2 separate regions of the Neogale vison genome follow, and region 1 is linked to region 2. Evidence: chromatin contacts called from public Hi-C data. All regions are on one chromosome and are shown on one strand. The core of a region is the stretch at or near the end of the contact, and the rest is flanking DNA. Distances in the headings are between cores, read along the strand shown.

Region 1 (5,161 bases), core at 962-3,461, 150 kb after region 2:
CCCACACTTCTGTGATCAAAGACTACTGTTTTACCAAAGGAGAACTCTACCTTCTCTTATAGTATCCTGAATTGTACCACTGTTAAGCAGTTTAGCACAGTGATAAAGGACATAAATTTATATTACCTGGATTTAAATCCTAGCTCTGCTATTTATAAGCTCTGAAATCTTGAGCAAGGTTAATATCTCAGCCTCAGTTTCCTTATCTATAAAATGATAAAAGTATGTACCTCACATTTTTGTTTTAAGAATGAGTTGAAATGTATGGTACTTTCAATGGTACCTCATAATGTTAGCTATTATCTCCTCTACCTTTTGGCTCTAATTCAGGCCACAAAAAGAAGTTTTGGTAAAATCATCTGGTCTAGCCACTTCATTTTACAAACAGAGACCAAATAATGGCTTACCCAAAATCACAAAAGTAGTCACTGACAGAGCCAAGACTACTAGGCTAGTTGTTTTCCATCACACCACCACAGGTATGCTCACCTCTGAGACCTAAGATTTTGAGACTTTTTCCTGATACCCACCCAACTTGTTTGCATCTAAAACTGATTTTCATGTCATCCACTTATTAGTGAATAAGACTACTAAAATAATGTCATTGTTGATTAACATACTAAATGCTTTACATATATTATTAGTTCATCAAATCAACAGAAGGGCATTGTAATTTATATTCGTGGGTACTGTACCTCAGAAAGGCTGCATATCTGCCTTAGACTTCACAGCCAACATTTGTACCAAGATGCTGAAAGCAGGTCTAACTATGAAGTCCCTGTTTTTTCCATTGTATAATGAAAATACAGCCCTAATCTATGTTTGCCAAATATTTTTGCAGTCTTTGACGTTAAATTCCTTTGACATTTTACTAAACAACTAAAGATAAATTTTATTCCATTCACAGCGCATCCACTTTCAATTTGGTCTGTCTGTTCAGGCCTGTTCAAGTTTTGCATTGTTCTGGCTAGATAAATCCAGTTTCAGATCCCACAAGATTAAGGAATTGACTGGCTAAAGGAGGACAGGGACGGAAGGTGGATCCCCAGAGAATGGCTAGCTATAGTGAATTTAATCGACGAGTACAGCCACAGAATACACAAGCATAGCTTTGGATCATCAGGTACAGACAGCGCCAGGGACACAGCACAGCAGGTCCTTAACATTGTTACGTCATAGCAGTGGATTGGATACATTGTATAACAAAAGTCCTGCCTTTCCAAAGGCATCCTCTTTCTCCTTTTCAATCCTAACTCTCCAAAACTTGCTCGGCAGGATCCTTGAGGGAAGCCCAAGTAGAAACTAGCCGGGAGCTCCTTTCGGCGCCAGGAAAGCTGTCGCCAGCCCTTATTTTACCGCTCGCTCGCCACCCTCCCCGCCTCGGCGTCCTCTCCTCCCACCTCCCGGGCTCTCCGTAGAGCAGCCACGGACTAGTCCCGGCGTGCCAGGCCCATCCTGCCCAAGCATCCCTCTGCAGTCCCAGTTCAGGGTGGGAGTCTGGACAGCGGCCTTCGACTCAGAAGAGGCGCGAGAAGGCGGCGGGGGGTCCGCCTAACGGACGTGAACAGCCCCTCCCCAAAGGAACCCAATAATAAGATGAGAAGGTTACGCAGGGGTTCTGCAGGGAGTCAGGCCTGAAGCGCCCACCAAATGCCCAGGCCCGAAGCCGCTCTTCTTGGGCGCCTGGTGCGCCGGGCCGCGTCCAGCCCTCCCGCCCCCCACCCCACCCCACCCCACCCCACCCCACTCCCCAGGCGCTGTACCGGAGTCGCAACTCCAGTCGCCCGGGGCCAGGCCCTCCGCGGCCCTTGACTGCCCTCACCTGCCGTTGAAGGAGCCAGGAGTGGCAGGGAGCGGGAAGACGCCTCAGGCCCCAACACTTGGACCAACCGGTACCGGCAGCTCCGCCCTCTGCGCCCAAAGAGCGTGCGCCGTGTCGGGAGTCCCGCCCTGTCCCTCCCCGTCCCGCGCCGTGGCCCACCAATCCCCACTCAAGAAGACACGCCTGCGCATTAGCTGTACGACGCCCCAATCGTCCTTTGTCAAAGCCCCATGATCCACCTTTCTCCATAACAAAAGGACGTTGGCATCCAATCAGGATTGAGGCTGTTGTGGGCGGGTCCGGTAAAAGCAACAGCCAATGACAGTACAGGAGCGAAGTTAAGCGTGAGAAAGCCAGTCCGAAGAAAGCCGCTCTTCAGTCTCAGCAGGAGCCGGAGAAATTGCGGTCAGAAAGCCAGTATGGAAAATTCTGACAGCTGTCAGGAAGGAGGTTGGTAAAACCAAATGCTGGGGGAGAGGTAAATCATTCAAGTTTAAGAAAAGGGCATTTGTGGACATAATAGGTAAAGCAAGTGCAATACCGAGGTTACCTCAATTCTAAAAGGAGACTTTTCCAACTTTTCTCACTTCCCAAATCGGAAAGTTCCTGAGTACACCCCTAGTGGATTGTTCCTCTCCTCATCCTTTACAAACGATTATTAAATCCGTAGTGCACTTGACCATTTAAGGATATTTTAGCATTGAGAAAATACCTTAACAGTACTTTGGTATATACAGCGTTTGCTCACCTTATCTCATTTTGATTCTCACAGCAACCCACAGAAAACAAATGAAGCTTAAGAGTAAATGCCTTGCTCGAGGTCATACATGCAATGAAATGCTGCGGCCAGGCTTTGGGATGTAATGCATTCTGGCTTGATAGCGTTCATTGATATCTAGCACTTGACACAAAGCGGCTTGGGTTTAGTATTTGTAGAGTACGAGGTAGTAATACTATATTGTTTTGGCTTTGGCACATTCTCCTGAGTTGTAGAGGAGAGCCTGTGTCTGCCTGTTTCTTGACTTTTTTCACTTCTGGTTCAGTTTGCTGACCTACTACCTTAACCCTTTTAAGGAATATGTAAAAAATATTTCAGTTAAGTATTAAGAACTATACATTTGGCTGGAACTATGATACATAATTTGAGAAAATTACTAGAATGCAACACAGGACCTAAATAAATGGAAAATAAGAAAGGTCCAGAGTCTATCCAGTAGGAATGTCAGAAAGAGAAACTAGAGAGAATGGTTGTGAGCCGTATCAAAGAATAATAACTAAGAATTGTTCAGGATTGTGGAATATTTGAATGCTCAGATTCAAGAAGCACTTACTCTTGAGCAGGTGTAAAATAAAGAATTCCATATGTGGTGGCGCCTGGGTGACTCAGTGGGTTAAGCCTCTGCCTTGGGCTCAGGTCATGATCTTGGGGTCCTGGGATCCAGCCCGGCATTGGGCTCTCTGCTTGGTGGGGAGCCTGCTTCCCCCCCTCTCTCTCTCTCTGCCTGCCTCTCTGTCTGCTTGTGACCTTTGTCTGTGGAATAAATAAATAAAATCTTAAAAAAAAAAAAGAATTCCATATGTGGACACATCCTGATGAAACTGCAGAACACCAAAGACTAAGAACTATTAAAAGCAACTTTTTTGTTGTTGTTAGAGTGGCTTTTTTTTTTTAGTTTTAAATAGAATAAAATATACATAACACAAAAAAATTATCATCTTAACTATCTTAAAGTGTACAGTTCAGTAGTGTTGAGTATATTCACATTGTCATGCAACCAATCTCCATAACACTTTTCATCTCGCAAACCTGAAACTCTATACCCATTAAAAAACAATTCCCCATTTAACTCTCCCCTCAGCACCTGGCAACTGCAATACTTTTTGTCTCTACAAAACATGATGGCTTTAGGACCTCATGTAGGTGGTATCTTTTACAATATTTATCTTTTTGTGACTGACTTATTTCACTTAGCATGACATCCTGAAGCCTCATCCATATTGTAGTATGTCAGAATTTCCTCCCTTTTTAAGGCTGAATAACATTCCCTTGTATGTATATACCACATTTTATTTATTCATTCATCTGGTGATGGACACTTGGCTTGCTTCCAACCTTTAGCTATTGTGAATGCTACAATGTGAATGTGATGTGTCCAAGTATCTCTTTGAGACCCTGTCTTCAATTCTGTTCAGTGTATATCCAGAAGTGGAATTGCTGGATCATATGGTAATTCTATTTTTTAAAAGATTTTTTTTATTTAGTTGACAGAGAGAGAAATCACAAGTAGGCAAAGAGGCAGGCAGAGAGAGAGGGAGAAGCAGGTTCCCCGCTGAGCAGAGAGTCCAAAGCAGAGCTCAATCCCAGGACTCTGAGATCATGACCCAAGCTGAAGGCAGAGGCTTAACCCACTGAGCCACCCAGGCACCCCAGTAATTCTATTTTAAAAGCAACTTTTTTCCCCTCTCTCTCTGCCTGCCGCTCTGCCTACCTGTGATCTCTGTCAAATAAATAAATAATTTTTAAAGCAACTTTTTAAAATGCGGTAATGACACAAGAATAGACAAAAAGAAAATTAGAGGGTAACTCTACCTGGAAGTTGGAATACACTAAATGTGTCTGATAAGAAGTAAGTGTTGGGCAGGTTGTGGAAAGGAACTATTCATGACTGCTGAAAGTGTAAATGGTACAATTACTTTGTTGTGCTGTGGGCTTTTGTTTGTTTTTGAGAGAAAGAGAGAGAGAGGAGAGGCTGACAGAGAGTGAGAAAGAGAATCCCAAGCAGGCTCCACATCCTGTACCAAACCCAGTGTGGGGGCACTTGATCCCAGGACCCAGAGATCATGACCTGAGTTGAAATCAAGAGTCAGACACTCAGCCAACTGAACCACCCTGGCACCCTGGTATAACAACTTTGTTAATTGGCTATGGAAAAAACAACTGATGGTGATTTTAGTTAGAATGGCTATTCACATAAAAAATGAAATTAGATTCTGACCTCCACCGCAAGTAAAACTGAATTCCAAATGAAGTAAATGTTCACTCTCTCACTATCTCTTGCTGTCTATCTGTTATAAATAAATAAAATCTTTAAAAAAAAAAAACTACTTGAATGAGCAATCATTAAAAATCCTGAAACAGAAGTTATTGAGAGTATAAGCAATGTAATAGAAGCTGCAAATAAGAACCAAATGGAAACTTTATAACTGAAAAAGAAAATAGCTGAAATATAAAACTGCAAAATATCAGCAGTAGGATGAAGAGGAAAGAGGAAAGAGTTGGTGAACTTGAGGAAATCTCAGTAGAAATTATTCAGTCTTAACTACAGGGAGAAGAGTTGG
Region 2 (4,852 bases), core at 733-3,232:
TGAAACCCAGGATGGGTTTTATGCACATCTCAATTCAGGACTAATCACATTTCAAGTGCTCAAGAGCCACATGTGGTTACTGACTGGCTACAACACTGGACAGTACAGACTCTGTAATAATCTTCATCAGGGATCACTAGATACCTATTACTGTTCTTTCACAAATTACATAAAAGACTAAAAGACAGATAAGCGTGCTGAATACAAAACTGGTCTAGATTCAGACACTCTTCCCCATCATTTAAGTGAAAATTTCCAAGGATATAGAAATATAGAGATTTTTCTCTGGAAAATAGGTTGTAGCTATAACTATAACCTAAGGTACAACTGATGAATTTTAGGAGCCAGAGAAGATCATTTTTTGCACAGATGTGGAATGAAATTATGATTCCTTTTCTATCAAATCATAGTTTTAGAACTGAAATCATTCAAAGCTAGATTTCAAAGACTAAAAAACTAAATTGAAGATTCTTGATCAGGATACACAATGAGTGCATCTGTCACTATCAATATTGAGAAAAAATATTCATTCAGAGTTAAAATTGATTTATTCTTTTTCAGATAACATTACCTATCCTGTGTGTCCTTTGTGCACCTACATAGGTATCAAAAATTCGTTGCAATTCACATTTTCCAGTCATCTGTCGTAAGAGCCATTTCATCCAAAAGCGAAAAAAGTGCCCATAGAAGAACTCCCACAAAGAAATAAACATTTTTTTTAAAATCCTGGAGAAGGAAATTATGACAGATTTAATGACCTTAGATTTAAAAATGGAAAAAAAATAGTTATTTCGACTTATCAAATCCCAAATTGTATCCATCATGTTATTCCACTGGGTCTACTTTGCAGTAGTAGTTAGGCATGTAAGAAAACAATGACAGATGTAGTATATACCATTTAGATCATTTAAAAATAATGGATGGTCAAATAGTCAATTTCTCACTTTTTAGCAATTAACTGTAAAAATCAAACTACTTACTTAGCTTCAACTTCTCAGTTCCCTGTATTCTGAGAATGGGGCTCAACAGTTCAAGAACAAAAGGGACACCACGTAGCAACAATTAAATCAAATATGCCATACATCTGAATGGTTTGTATAACGAGGAGCTCTTAGCCCCGACGTGTAATTCCAGTTACATCTGTCCTACAGTCAGGAGATTCCAGCGAATAAAACCACAACACATGGCTTACAAACTTAAGTATGTAAGTTGAACCCAGAGTAGATCACACCCCGGCTATTAAGTGTTGATTTTCCATTCAAGAGGTGAAGGGCAGAAACACTAATGAAGAGTAATAAACTACACCCTCGACAAAGCGGAATCTTGACGCCATTAGAAAAATTTTGAACTTCTCAAGGAAGCGGCGGGTGGGGGTGGGGTAGGGGGAATACCAGTGAGAAGTTACTTTAAAATAAAAATGCTTAATCTCCTTCCTGCCTTCAACATTCCCACAGGTACGTCGTCCCTCGACTCCGGCCCAAGGGACTGTCAAATTTGAAATCCCCGCAGGTCAGTGCAGAAGCAACGCCCACCGTCAGAGATGGGGGCAGAACTGCGACTTTAAAATGAATCCACCTAGGTCCGCGCTCAAGAGGACAAAAGAAGCGAGAACTGCCGAGCGCGGGGAACGCCAGCCTCGAGGCGCCGGAGCTCCCCGGACCTCGGGGAGTCGCTGCGCGGAGCCCCCCTTCCGGAGCCTGGCCGAGCCCAGGGCGCGCGCTGCCTGCGAGTGGGAAAGTACGGCTCGCACAAAGCCCCGCCGGCCTGGGCACCCCCACGGTTTTCCTTAGTACACCGAGGGGTTCCACCAGCTCGCGCGCCCTCAGCGCAGCCGCGCCAAAGCAGCGACCGCCGAGAGGAAAAGAAACAGCAGCCACCTCACAGGAGCGGAAGAACTAGGGGGGAAGCTGGAGCTGCCTCGGTTTCCCCAACTGCAAACAGCCGGCAACGGAAACGACGCTACCCACGGAGCACTCCCTGCAAGCACCGCGACCCGGAAGTCGGGGAGGGAGGCCGCGGGAACGCCCTCCCCGGGGCACGGCCCGCCCCCGCCCCGCCCTTCCCGCCACTCCGATTGGCCCGAGCTCCACCAATTGCTAAAGCCAAAATGCGGTGGCTCTGAGTCTCTGGCGCGCGTGCTCGGATTCTAGGGACGCCCAACGGTTTCCCTGGCAACGCCTTCCTGGAGGCACGCCCTGTGCCAAAGGTTGGTCTGTCAAAAGCGCCGCTCTGGACGTACTTCTCGCCTTAAACCTCAGGTCGTTTGCGCGTCCTGGAACTGTGTGCTACTCCTAAACTCCAAGAATTCACGGAGAAACAGCGTACTTTTGGTAACCTTCATAGCGTCAAGGTTGCAAAAGCACTTTCACCTACATTTAATATTAATTCAGCGAAGTATTTATTAATAGCCCTACTTTATGGATGAGGAAACGGCATTTATGTTTAAGGACTTGACCATGGCTAATAAATGGCAAAAAAAAAAAAAAACCCAAAACCCAAAAAACAAAAACAAAACAAAACACCAAAAACTCTGCTATGTTGAGTAAAGAAGTTGGGACTTTGTCCAAAACCCACGAGTATCTGGAGGAAGTGCGTTCCAGGCACGAAAACCAAGTGCAAAGGGGCATTCTTCATAAATGGGAGAAAGAGCACGAAGGCCAGTGTGGCTGGAGGAGCAAAGGATAAGGGAAGAGTAAATGCAGCAAGAGTAAAGGACAGCTTCCGTGGAGAAATAACCTATCCCCACCCACCCACAACTCCTGAGCCCTCAGTCCCCTTTCTCAAAAGCAACCAGCATTATTTTCTTGTTCATACCTCCAGGAATATTTTGTGCAAGTGTGTACTTGTATAATCTCCGCATCCCCTTATGTGTTAACAAACATGGCAGCAGCCATACACACTTTTCTACACTTCAACATTTTTTCAAAAGGTGCTGATTGTAAAACACTAGACACGGAAGCCCCATGGGAGCAACCAACAATCAACGTGGTCACGAAAAATGGACATGTCCTATAATAATAGAATCATAGAATCTTAGATCTTGAAGGAAACTTAAAGATCTCATTGAATATTTTTTGTTGTACATGAAAAGACTCAGAAAGGCAAAGTATACAGCCAATTTGGCAAATTAAGAAGTGGAAACAAACTTCTATTTAAGGGTCTTTCAATTATTACATAAATGCTTTGTATAATTGAAAGTGAGATAGTCCGGTAGTACCATTACTTAATCCTTCTACTTTTAAAATTTGCTATGCTGAGAGTTCAGAGTATAAAGAGGACTGTCTTCTTGTCTCCATGCTGCCTGTTGGTCCACCTCTGTCTATGTTTTCCTCCAAGAGAAAGTAATGGGAACCTGTTTGGTTAAAACCTGAAAAGTTGATTGAACTGAATTTATTGGAAGCAAAGTCACTGTCATTTAGATGTCATGTGCCCCAGCCAGGAGACCCAACAATGACCACAAGCTCTTCTCAAATTAAAAAAATATATATGTAAAACATGTCATGTGCATATGATTGCCTCTTCTATTTTCACTGATTCATTTGTATGTAGCTGGCAAATATATTAAGCACTTCTTGTCTCTCAGGGAAGATTGTCCTTCTCTCTTTCTCATTCTCTTTGTCCTTCTTCTCATTCTCTTTGGCTTTCTTCTTCCATGTGGCCAGCTAACTGATGGTTAACTCGGGATTAGAATTCTGACTTCAAGGAGAAGGTGGGACCCCACTTAGGTCTCTGAACTAATCTGTGTGCTTTCACCTGGTTCTGTCAAATAACCTAAATGGAAAACAAAGGCTATGGTGTAATGGTGTTTGGTTATATTTTTGAGTAGTACTAAGGAATCTTTGTGTTCTTAGATTCTTAGACTAAACAATCAAGCACTGTTGATTTTAGAAAATGCTTAATGGAAAGGTTGTTTGGCATGACTTAATCAATAGCTCATTGCAATGTTCAGCACCTGATTCACAGAGGAATCAAATTAAATATCAATGCCCCGTTTTGGAGTGTGTGAGGTCTGGAATGAAGCAAATTTATAGTGAGAAAGAGAATTGTAGACTCCTTTCATTAACAATGAAATGGATTCTCTCCTGTGGAATTATTAAAAATATGAAGGACAAAAAAATATTAAGGACAGTGGCAACACTGATTGTTTGTATGATGATGTGTGCTATACTTCTCTAAATCTATTTTAAATCTATTTTAAATGCTATACACTGTAATTAGGGGGGCCACCTCATAAGTATATGGTTTCCCATTTGATTCTTTTAGTGGGAGAAGAGGAAATATACAGAATGCCAAAGCAGATTGATTCTGAGAGCTCCCAGTACAGAGCTTTACTGATGAAAAGAAAGCTGAAACTATTCAGAATTAAGCTAATGGACTGGGGTGAAAATGGTAACCAGGACAAAGGAAATAATATTGAATCAGGTTAAATGATTTCTATGATTGCTTAAAAAAAGAAGGGAGAGTGAGAGGGAAGAGAGAAGCAGGAAGTTGGATGACCTACCAGGGGCCTGGTAGCACATTTGATAGCAATAGTTGAGAGGAGGGACACCCACTCCAGCTCCTACATCCACCTCACCTAAGCTAACCTATCAGATCTGTTCCGGTTTTCCCAGCCTCTGAGAGTTTCAAGTCAATGATACCAAAGGGAAACAGGGAGGTAAAGAGTGTTTAGCACAGGATGGTGATTTTGATTCATCCATTAAGGCTGTGGGAGAAAAAGACGATTAACTGGAGGGTCAATAAATCTTCATTTGATCCCTGGTGGGAGGTCCAAGATTGTTTGATGAACAAACAATCTTGAGATTCTGAGAGGCAGAGGGTAGTGAAATACCTTTTGGGGATTAGTGAATGA

Evidence for each region. Hi-C and Micro-C count contacts between places; a contact is called where the count stands out from the background.
Region 1: a contact with region 2 is called in a Hi-C map of fibroblasts, with 5 times the contacts expected there. The contact joins the enhancer-like site here to the promoter of ELMOD2 in region 2. A contact is called at or near these places in 2 of 3 Hi-C or Micro-C datasets (fibroblasts and muscle).

The regions. Positions count from the first base shown.
Region 1 is chr11:71,670,685-71,675,845 of ASM_NN_V1, forward strand. The region is part of intron 1 of SCOC (short coiled-coil protein); the gene reads right to left. Among named protein-coding and RNA genes, the nearest start is that of SCOC, 27 kb to the right of the region's middle. Within about 2 kb of position 2,212, the one cell type or tissue checked has open chromatin away from gene starts, as enhancers often do. A contact at or near this core is called in fibroblasts, where this site is marked.
Region 2 is chr11:71,523,942-71,528,793 of ASM_NN_V1, forward strand. It overlaps ELMOD2 (ELMO domain-containing protein 2), which reads right to left and starts at 1,983. Exons shown (of 9, transcript XM_044268044.1): 1 at 1,878-1,983; 2 at 572-726. The coding sequence starts at 713.